Linked DNA regions of Sus scrofa: region 1 is linked to region 2. Evidence: chromatin contacts called from public Hi-C data. All regions are on one chromosome and are shown on one strand. The core of a region is the stretch at or near the end of the contact, and the rest is flanking DNA. Distances in the headings are between cores, read along the strand shown.

Region 1 (5,762 bases), core at 411-2,910, 510 kb before region 2:
CACAGCTCTGTATGCAGTTGAAATGTGGATTAATGAGCAGGAGGGTTCCTTTACTTCTTAGGTGAAGAGGACAAGAAACAGCATAGATATTTGGGTGGGAAGAGAGGTGGAGCTAAGAATTTGAAAGGTTATAGCCTCAGTACAGGCACAGGAACTCCACTACTGGCCTCCTAGCACCACCTACAGAGGCACCTCCAAGCACCCAAATCAAAGCCTTCAGCATTTATTCACCAACCCCCTGAACACACAGCCAGGGCTCCCCAATTCATTACTCCCTGGGGTCAGCTTTGACTACTCTACCCACCCCCTCCCTAGTGTGGCCTAAGCCAACCTTACAATCCACAGAGAAATTATGCCTTCAACTACCAGAGAGGACGGCAGCATTAGAAAAAGCAGCGCAAGACCAAGGTTTCTAATTCTTTGATCCGACCCTTCAATAGAACTGGAACACTACTCCTGCCCTGAACCCCATCCCCACTCATCAGCCAAAGTGAGAAGGGGACAACTCAGTGGAGGGTGTACCTTCGACAAGCCTCCCACCACCTGCTTACTGGAGCAACTGAACAATACAATCCTGTCTTCCCTTCATGTCATTCTGCCCTGGAACAGGGAGAAAGAATTGGCTGTGGGTTCCCACTAAGCCCTGTGACACGACTCAACTGCTTCCTCCTCAACGGGCAGTGCCTCCCCTTTCTCCTCAGAAAATGGGCACAAGGTCAGGCACCCCTGAGGAAAGCAAGGAGTAAGACTTCCGCCAACAATCGGAGGGCAAGAGTCCTGGGGACTGGTGCCCCTCCCACCGTCACCCGAAGGGAGCCGAGCCCAGCACGTACGCGCCCGCGGGCTCCTCCGCCAGGCCCTGCCACGCGCGTTCGCAGGTGCGGAGCGCCGCGGCAAAGTCCAGGTGCACCACCAGCAAGTCGGCCGCCTCCTCCAGCAGAAGTGCGGCTGCCGATGGGGCCGGGGAGGAGCGCACCGGCTCGCTGCTCCGCAGGGGGCCCCCAAGCCCCCTCAGGGGGGCTGCAGAGGTCGCGGGGTCACTCCTCATAGGCGGGCGCCGGGCGACCGCCCTCTGGGGGCTGCAGGGTGTCCGGTGCGGCCTGGGAGAAGAGAGGGTCCTCACAGCCTGGCCCACGAACCGCCCGAGGCCGCAGCCCGTAAAGGAAAGATTGGCGCGGCTGGGCTTGTCTGCGGCTCCAGCGAGGGACAGCCTGGCACCCTCGGATATGCAGAGCACTGCGTCCCTGGAGACGCAGCCTCACGACAAGGACTGGAACCCCCGAGCCCGGGAAGGAGTCTGCCCCGACCCTCTCCAGGGGCTGAGCCGCCGCCAGCGGCGCGGGAACGTGGGCGCCGACAGCTTCGCTGCGCGCGCAGAGCGGCGCCCGGCGGCGCGGGACACTCTGGGAGTTGTAGTCTTGCTCCTGGAGCGGCCCCGCTCCGGGGCGCAGATGGGGGGCTTCGGACTACAAGCCCCGGCATACGGCGCCCCAGAAGCCGTCACAGTCGGAGGAAGCCAGCCGACCCAAGCCGCGGGCTGTGGGAGGTGAGGTGGGTACTTGTTGCGGGCCGAGGCTCTGGCCTCCGGCTTCTCTAGCTCCTGGATTCTGTAGGGACACGGCTCCGGCGGCGAGCAGGAGAGGGCGTCTGTGAACCGCCTCCTCCCGGGCCCCGCCCAGCACCCGTCAGTCCTTCCTTCTTTTGTTTTGCTGCCGGTCCCACAACTGGCAGGTGGCAAAAACACAGCCAGCCAAGGGCAGGAGCTTGGCCACCGCGCTCTGCCGGATGGGCTGTGTCCGCTTGTGTCCAGGGATCCACACTGAGCCTCCGTGTCTTATGCCAGATAGATATTCCGTGAAAAAGCCGTACAGTGTGTAATGCAGTTTACAGTAAAGGACTGAGTCAGAGTAAGTATTCAATACGTCCTGGCTTTAATAGTAATTATTAAGTAATTTTACACAGATACAGAAGTTACATTTATTATTATATTCTGTGCTTCACTCAGGCTTTGAAGAGCCTCCTAGGTTTGTGCTAAGCCCTGAGCTTCAGTTCCTCCCAGTTCCCTACCATTTGCACTCTCTCCAAAACGTTGCCCTTGTGATTAAATCGGACAGGCCAGGCACAGGGTCAGCACCTGCCTGCCTCAGCATCCCCTTCCATGGTCACCAGCCAGGGCCTTCCACCCTCTGCAAAAAGTCCTCCTGGAAAGCTGAGGCAGAAGCACAAAATCCATCAGACTCTGGGGATGAGAAGTGTGGACCCCATAATGGCATAAGGTGATAAAGCCAGGACTTCACTTTTTCCGTGGATATTTAACACCTACTAAGTGCCAGCCTTGTTCTAAACACTGAGGATCCCACATGAACGAAGGAGACAAAAATGTCCTCCTTTGTGGAGCTTCCATCATAGTGAAAGAGGGGAGCAAAATTAAAAATAAATACAGTGGTATGTCAGATGGTGATAAATGCTTAAAGAGAACTTGGATGTGACAACAGTGACTACGTTTAACTTTGTTTTCTAGCAGTAAATCCAGGGTTGAAGTAGAGCAGAGAGAAAATGTGCTTTTCATGCTCAGAACTAGCCTCCATTGGTGAAATCACTGCCCTTGGGACCAACACATACTTGATGTCCACCCTAAGTCCCCCTTTCTCTCCAGGCAATATTCTTCCCACAGAGCAAACTCCACTCTGGAAAGTGAATTAGTTCAAGGCTGAATTTATCAAAATGTTTTATCTGTTCTGCCTCAGATTTGACAGCCAATAATGAAGATCATTAGTAATAGCATAATTACTGGACTGTAAACAAACAAAAAACTGTTTCTCAGAATTGGCTTATAAGTCTCCCCTGAAAAATCAGAAAAGCAGTAGTAGCGTCAGAATACAGACCTGACCAGGCCTGGGCCAGTTGAGACTGGCAGGACCAGGCCTCTGCCTCCAGGAGCACCACTTCCAAGCTTTTGCTGCCAGAAAAAGGCCCCTTCCTTAATCCTAGAGAAGGTTCTTGCTCTGCCCAGGATTTTCCAGGAGATGGCAGCACAGCCTTAAAAGAAGCAAGCCTGCCAGTACGTGCAGTGCTGTGATCCCTAGAATGAGGTCAAGATATTTAAAGAAGTGGGAGTTTGCAAAAAAAAAAAAAAAAAAAAAAAAATATGAAAATAGGATTTTTCTATTTCTGTGTTTCGCCCAATCTCTGACTACCTGGGCCTACGCAGTGGTCTCTCTGTCACCACTACCCCTTAGCACTCTTATGCCCACCAGCTGATTCCCGAGTAACAGTGCTGACATAATGGAGCCAGACCATCTAATGAAGCCAGACCATCTCAAGCTAAGACACAGCAGTCCTAATTTATTCCACCTGAGGGACAGTGACCAAGTGTCTTAATGTCTCAGGGCTCATGACTCAAGCTATGAAACAGCCTTCCCTCCCTCTGGTATAAAATAAGTGGTGGTGGAGTTCCTGCTGCAGAGATTGGGGTTCCATCGCCAGCCCCGGGGCCGTGAGTTAAGGATCTGGCATTGCTGCAGCTGTGGTGCAGGTCACAGCTGTGGTGCAGGTTGCAGCTCTGGCTCGAATTCGATCCCTGGCTTGGGAACTTTCATATGCCTCTGGTGCAGCCACAAAAAAAAAAAGAGAGAGAGAGAAGTGGGAACAAGGCAGTTCTTTCCAATCTGAAAGCCCTGACCTGTGTCAAGATTTGTATTGTTGGAATCCTTTCATTTTGGGAAAATTAGTGGAGTAAATGAGACACGAAACCCACGCAATAGCCATTCCCTAGCCCAAGCTGTGGGACTTGCTGTTCTTTCTGTTTGCCAGGTACAGTGTGTCTTGCCTGAGCAGGGTCCTGAGGTTGTGGATTTGCTCACCTACTTTGAACATGTGGTAAGTTGGTGTTTCTGTAGCAGAAGGAGCTCTGGAATGGGAGATAGGCTATGCCGCTTGGAATCTTAGGGACCTCTGGAAGGTCGGCTTAGTCCTCTGAGTCTGTTTTCTCATCTGAAGACATGAATACCAACACCTGCCACATGGGGTATTGTGAGGCTCAAAAGAGATCATGTGACAGCCACTAGAGTGCTTTATATCACTGCAATAGTTCAGAGGAATGAGGGTGATGATATGCTGGGGTGAGTAAGGAGAAGAAAGTCTAATTCCACCTCGAAGTTCTGTAATCTTCCTCTTTGACCCAGAGTCTTGACTCTTGACTCTTCTTTGCAAAGGTCAGACGCCCACTTGTAGAGTCAGCCCAGCCTGTCTGCCCTTTCCAAGCTGGCTCTACATTTCACTTTGACAGACAACATCCAGAGCTGCCCCTCTCGACACGTCTCATCCAGCCAGAGCCCTGTGGTACAGGGAATCAGTGGTCAAGCTCTGGGTACAGTAGGATCATGCCTGGTGGGGAACTTTGGCCAGAAGCAAGCCAAAGAGATAAGTATTGGCAGGGTGGAGATGATGTTTTCCCATGACGGTCAAGGGGTGTGCCTTCCTCACTCCAGGTCTGCGTCAGTTAGATGGCATTTTTATGGCTCTTTTTTAAAGCCTGAACTTGGAGTTCAGGGCAGAACTCAATGCTTTCTGTTTCCTCCTCTCCATATAGACACAGCAGGACTCTTACTTTGCTTCTGTGTCTCAGAAGTAACCATCATCAAAATCATAGTTGTCCTCTGTCACTTTATAGTAACGATGGTGCAATCTGTGTGGTCCTGAATTTACCGTGCCCCACGTGCTATTCCAAGTGCCTTACATCGAACTCATCTTAATCACCAACAGCCCTGGGACAGGAATCCTGCTGTCACCCCATGTTGTAGATGAAGACGCTGGACAGCAGGGCGGTCACACAGGCAGGCAGAGCGAGGCTGGGACCTCAGTGAGGCAGTTTGGCTGGAGTCTTTCTTAGTGGGTCATTCTGGCTGTACACACGCTCTCACTTACCCTTGGGTGCTTGACGGCCAACCTGTGAGCAAGGCAACAGAGGTGTATTATTTTTACTCCTCTTGCCAGATGGGAAACTAAAGTTCAGAAGCCGTCTGAGCTCCAAACTCATGGTTTCAGCGGCAAAGCTGGAATAGTTACTGGAGATTTGTCACCAGGGCCCACGCCAGGGGCATTCTTCAAGGATGGCTGGAAGCCCCATGCAGACCTGCCATCCAATTTCCACATATTCTCACCCACCCAGGAGTCAGGGTTCACCTGAGCAGATCTTCATGCTGCCGTGACATGAAGCAAGTAACAGAAGCTCGCTGCAGACCAGCCAGTCCTGCCCTGTCGTAGAAGGTGGAAAGAGGCTGGTCCCAGCCAGGTCCTTCCTGGCTGCATCCAAATAAAGCTCATTACTCCTCCCTTCAAACTCGCTACTGTGTTTTGCCCTTTATGCCTCTCTTGTGCGTCCTTCACAATAGCTATTTGTTCTATTCCCTACTCAGCAGTGCCCTTCCTGGGAACCGGGAACAGAGCCCCCATCTTGGACACCTGTGAGTCTAGCTGGTGCAGAGCAGTAGGCATACAATGCCCTAAGGGACCCCAGCTCCCAGAGCTGTTCTGGACCATTATCCTGACCTTCAGCTTCCCTTGCTGTGTGAGAGGTTGGAACCCAGGAGATACAGGCCCTAAGGCAGCCCCAATTGGCAGAGACACAGAGGTGTTTGCAGATGTGATAGCCCAACCTGCCTTCTTGCCTGTGAATAATTTGCAAGGTTCCCTCTAATGCTGTCTTTCTTGTCTCCTAGGAAATAATCGGATATACTCAGTCCCTCTGAGTGCTAGGATTT
Region 2 (5,420 bases), core at 1,505-4,004:
CACTAGCATGTTAAACAATCACAGAACACTTGATATAAATGAAGTGGTTCCAAATTTGATAATCTTCTGAGGCAAAAGGGGGCACACCAGGAAGTTCTTTGGTAAACCATCTGGTTTGATGTTGAGCACCTGGTTATAGGTGTTTCATAATACCAACTACCGAATTCAGTGTCATTAACCTACTGTTGTCCAGCAACACCTCTACCTCCTCATCTGAAAAGTTTAAACACCACTTAATGTAGGGAGCATATTTGGGAATTTCTAAATATATCAACAGCTAACAGCTTTTGTCCTGTGTGGTGGGATAAAATGTTAACAGTTAACAGCTGACATCTCTAAGCGTGGGATTATGGGTGATTTAATTCTCTTACCTATATTTTGCTAAAATTCACAAGTTTCATATCATGACTACGTAGTTTTTAAAACCAGAAACTGTGAACAACTTAATGCATTACCTACACATTTGCAGATTTCTGGTTTGATGATTATAGAATCCGTATTTGGGGGGCAGCAACATACAAATTAAACATACCTTAAAAAACAAGAATCAGGTATATTGACTCTTCTAAAGAAATCCTGTGTCTTCAAGGTTGACTAACAGAGTAAAAAGGTGTTCTTGCAAAAGTAAAAATATCTATGCTTTGGGGGCCAATTCTCTAAGTGTGAGGTCTTGACCTCTTGCAGAACTGCAGCATGAATCCTCCTAGCCCTTCAGCTATCTAAGAGATTGCCTTGCTTTAGATAAATAGAAGCCAAGTCCTTGAAGATTCTGCTTCCTAAATTCTCTATAAATCCACGGGTTCAGCTTGGTGGTCAAGGGTAAGAGGAGCTCTTTCCCACAGCTGAAAACTGGTTTCCTAAAAAAGATGATATCCAACTTCTACCACTTGGTATTATTCTCGTTTCTATCTTTTAAAATTGCAGTAAATTAAGAATGTAGGGCCTTTCCAGCTGTCCCAATAGACACATCTCAATATTGGTGTCATTTGCTGTTTTGAAGAAAGCCCTTCCAGTGCATCATAAACTCTAACCAAGGGACTGTTTCTCAAAATGTCAAGACAATAAACTATTACTTTAAAAAAATCACCTAAGCAAAAAAAATACAACAAATTTATTTGTACTTAAAGAATCAAAACTGATAATGTTCTGAGTTCTGCGCCACTGAGTCAAATTTGCTAGAAGCCTAAAAATTACTCCAAAATTTTAATTTTCTGATTATTACTGAAGACTTTAAGTTAAAATCTGCATTCCTCAAATTCATCAAAACACACCTCTATGTGAAAAGGATTATACAAGAACTGCAATGGTGAAAGTCACTATCAGTTACCCATCTACTGAACATCTCCAAATATAAACAGATATGGATAATTATCAAAATATGCATACGCTAGATTCCAAATACTAATTCGTGTTGTATATACTTCAAATAGTACACACTTTTAACAACCAGAAACGTGTCAATTCCAAGAAATGCTGAGATCAAAAGAGAGAATAGTCATCTCAAGTGGCCCTGATTATTCACCTGCAACAACGATTTTTCATTTCAGTTATACGTACAAATTGGACCTCTCAGATCAGATTACATTTCCTTTAGGAATTAAAGCAGCTAATACTTAAAACCACAAGTTTATCTCTTAGAACATAAGAAGTGATTTATAGATTAGATTTCTGTACAACTTAGAGCGAAATTAGTTACCTCTATTTTTCCATCAACAAAATCCGAATACACGGATTTGGAAAGATGAAGTTTTTCCACAGGATTTTCAGACGGGTCCTTAAACTCTAAACCTGGGATTCAGCAGCACCTCAGTTTTACTACATCCCAGAGAGAAAATGGGGTAGGGGCAAGTTTAGCAGCACCACGACGGCATTGTCACCAGCAACACCTCCCACCGCAGCCACCATTTTGAGCAGCAGAATTAAAGTGCCGAGTGCTTTTACCAACTAAAAGAAACAGGATTTTCGGAAGAGTTGTGAATCAAGTCTTGACTTTCAACACTCCCAAATCTCTCATTTCTGCGCCCGTTTCTCTGAGCCGCCGCGGACCGTCGCCCCGCCAGCTCGTTTAGTCGAAGCCGTGCTCGTCCGAGTGGCGTCCCAACTTTGAGAACAAGCGTGCGGCCGGTACCCACACCCGCACCGGGCCGCAGCATTGTGGCCGCCGGCGCGCCCGCTCCCCGCCCGCCGCGCCTCCCCGGGCGCCTGACCCACGCGCTCCGCCCGGCCGGCCGCGCCGGGCCCCGCACCTTTGTCCGCAGCCGCGGGCACCGGCCGGCCGCGCGCTGGGCCCAGGCGGCCGGGGGAGGGGTCGCGGCGCCGGCCGGGGGCGCCCGCCCGCCCGCCCGGCCCCACAAAGCCCGCCGCCCGCTCCCCGGCCGCCGACTCCGCACAGGGCTCGCGGGGACGCCCGGGACTAACGGCCCAACTTTCCCTGTCGCCCGATCCCCTCAGCCCGGCCCCGGCCCCGCCCGCCCTCCCGGCCCGCGCACCTCGATCTCGAAGTCCGGCAGGCGGAACGCCGTGCGGAAGAGCGAGCAGAAGTGAGCGATGGCCGGCACTTCCCACCACGAGCGCAGCTCGCCCAGCGCCGCCGCGCCGCCCTCTTCGGGGCGCATCTCCGGCCGCGCCGCCGCCTCCGCGCCCGCCGCCCGCCTGCTCCCGGCGCCGCTCCGGCCGAGCTACCGCGGCGGCTGCCCCGGGCCCATCGCGCCGCGGCCCGGCCGCCCAGCCCGCACAATGTCGCCGCGGCCCGCGGGGAACAGATGGGCCGGGGGCGGGCAGGGGCGGGGCCTCGGCACAACAACAACCCCGCCCCCGCCCCCGCCCGCGGGCCGCGCGGGGCGGGGGAGGGGCGCCCGAGGGCCGGGGGGAGGGGCCGCGGGGCGAACACCGCCCCGCCCCCGCCGGGCCCCGCCCCCACGTGGCGGGTGGTCGCGCCCCGAGAGGCGGGCGGCGCCTCGCGGGGCTGAGCGCACGTGGGGCTGCGGGCGTGGGGTGGACCCGCACCCCCGCTGAGTGGGGGCCACCTGCCCCTCCCGGGTGGGCTACAACCCAGGCTCTCGGGCGCTGGTCCGGCCGGCCTGGGGGCTGCTGGGCGCCCGCGCTCCCCTCTCCGGCGCGGCCGTCACCGGGACCAGCCCGGGACGCTTAGCCGGGATGTTTTGGAGCGCTCCTCTGGGTCATTCTCTTCCTCACTTTATTCTCGTCTTTCTAGTAACCTGTTCTGTTTTTATAAGACAGCACTTATTAAAAACCCGGATTCTTAAAGAAAATGTATATTTACGTGTATCTTTCATGCGTCAGAATATTTCGTCCATCCAACACAGGCTCGCACCGCCTTCCCCCAACCGCCCTGGCACCGAAACAGCACAAAACTTGGGCAGTTCTGCTCTTTTATTACCTGGAACCATTGAACGATTTAAAATTCATCCTTAAATTCTACCGTGTGTTCTGATCATTGACAAAAATGAGCACATATCTAAATACCCCCAAAACAGCAGAGGCTGCATTTTTGTGTTGATAAGGCCCAGCTCTCCTGTAGATGCCCTGTTGGTGGAAGACCTGTGCGCACTGTGGAATTAATCACATGCCCTGAATTCGCCGTTTTTGTCCCCGACTCTCTTCCTTTGCCCACAGATCAGACTGACTTTGCATGCTTTTCCCTCTCTTTTGTGCAAGGGTTCCTGCTTCACTTCACATTTGTTTCTAATCCATGACATCCTGCCTCTGCTTTCCCCACCTTTTCCTGGTTCTCCTCTGTCTCCTCATTCTGCCCTTTATCCTTTACTGCTGATTAACCTTCTTACCTGCCTCCCAGGGGTCAGGACTGCCAGGCTGGAAGTAACAGCTCCTAGAATGTCACATACTAGGACCAGATTTGGTTACCCTGGCATGCTTGCATGAAGGCTGCCCTCCCCACACCATTGCCCAGTCCTGGACACCAGCCAAGCTGTCCTGGAGCTGGGGATCCTCAGTGGTGGGGAGGCTGGCTGCCTCCTGCCCCTTCCTCAGCATTCTTTCCTCCTGCCGCCTTTTTCTTATGAGGGTCACCTGTCAGTGTCCACGTGGACGGCACACAGCTCTATACATGTTTCTCTCTCTCCTCTAACTCTGGTCCCCTGTGCTCTTGACTGGCCCGCTCTCACACCAGCCAGAACCAGTCCTGTCCCTCCAGACATGTTTTGTGTCTTCTGGGGCTAAAGGTGTGGCCTCTGGGTTCCCTGCCTTTGGGCTCCAGGTAAAGCCTGGCATCTGCACCCACCCTGCCTCTGCTGGAATTGATACCCTGAAGCTGAACATTTGTCCCACCTTCCCCCCAAGACTTAACTGCCTCAAATCTGTTTTCTGGACTGACTTTGGCCTAACCTGGATCACTGCCCCCTGTGCCTCCGTGTTGGACACTGGCCTCTTCTCCCTACTTACTGCCTTTCCATCCTGGCCCATTCCTCATCCTCTAAACACCAGCTGTGGGTATCGTGTTCCCAGCACATGCACAGCTCATATTTTCTTTCCCTTTCTCTCTCTTGCCTCTTTTCTGTTTGTGAGCCAGTGCTGTTGATCTCAGATGACCTTGCAATGCCCAGAGTAATTCTCTTCCAGATTTGCCACAACCTTCAGTTCTATGTCATTTTCTAATGAAATGTTTTCCATTAAACACACACACACACACACACACACACACACACACACAAAACCTAGCCTGGGAACTTCCATATGCTGCAGATTCAGCCCTAAAATCCCCAAACACACGCAATAATTAGTTTAAATCTGTTTTGCTTATTAATGAACATGGCAAAAATTACTTATATTTCTCTTCACAAAATATGCAATAATTTCAGCTATTATGGAATTTTAATAGGTTCCTGGAGGATAATCTGGGAAACTAACCAACATTTTATACCACTGTTTCTTTGAGAAATACATGGCAAATTCTAAATGATCAGTTCAAAGCAGTTATTTGAATCTTGAAAGGGGTGTGACGAAAGTATGGCTTCTTCTATAACCCCTGGTGACCAGGACTAGAATTCAGATCATCTCACCATTCATGCAGTTTTCTCTCTGTTGGATTATGCTGCTTCTCTCCTCTACTCAAGCTGCCCTTTCTATCCCTTGCCTGGCCACCCTGACTACTCCTCCTTGCCTCAGTGCAGGAAGCCAGCTGGAGCTGGAGTAATGTGGGACCATTACTCTCTCACTTCAGTTGTCTGTGTGCAACTGAGATCCAGGTATCTCACAAATTCTTGGTACCCCTCACACATACCCTCCTTTCTCAGTAGAGGGCTGCATTCCCACGGAGGGCTGTAAGCCAGGCTAATTTTAAAAATTTTAGAGGTTGTGGAAAGTGAATATATTAGGAAATTTGGTTCTCTCTTAGAAAAGGCTTAACCTCTCTGTATTTCATCTGTGAGGAAAGGCTTGAA

Evidence for each region. Hi-C and Micro-C count contacts between places; a contact is called where the count stands out from the background.
Region 1: a Hi-C map of embryonic fibroblasts shows a contact between it and region 2, with 2.6 times the contacts expected there. A contact is called at or near these places in 1 of 5 promoter capture datasets (fetal liver), 2 of 47 Hi-C or Micro-C datasets (embryonic fibroblasts and liver) and 2 of 2 datasets of targeted methods (alveolar macrophages and skeletal muscle).

The regions. Positions count from the first base shown.
Region 1 is chr5:70,128,922-70,134,683 of Sscrofa11.1, reverse strand. It overlaps PEX26 (peroxisome assembly protein 26), which reads right to left and starts at 1,660. Exons shown (of 5, transcript XM_003126596.4): 1 at 834-1,660. The coding sequence starts at 1,048. MICAL3 (F-actin-methionine sulfoxide oxidase MICAL3) reads left to right here and starts at 1,715. Exons shown (of 40, transcript XM_021092508.1): 1 at 1,715-1,907; 2 at 5,721-5,762.
Region 2 is chr5:69,619,205-69,624,624 of Sscrofa11.1, reverse strand. It overlaps LOC100737051 (cat eye syndrome critical region protein 2), which reads right to left and starts at 2,754. Exons shown (of 19, transcript XM_021092503.1): 1 at 2,490-2,754. The coding sequence starts at 2,615.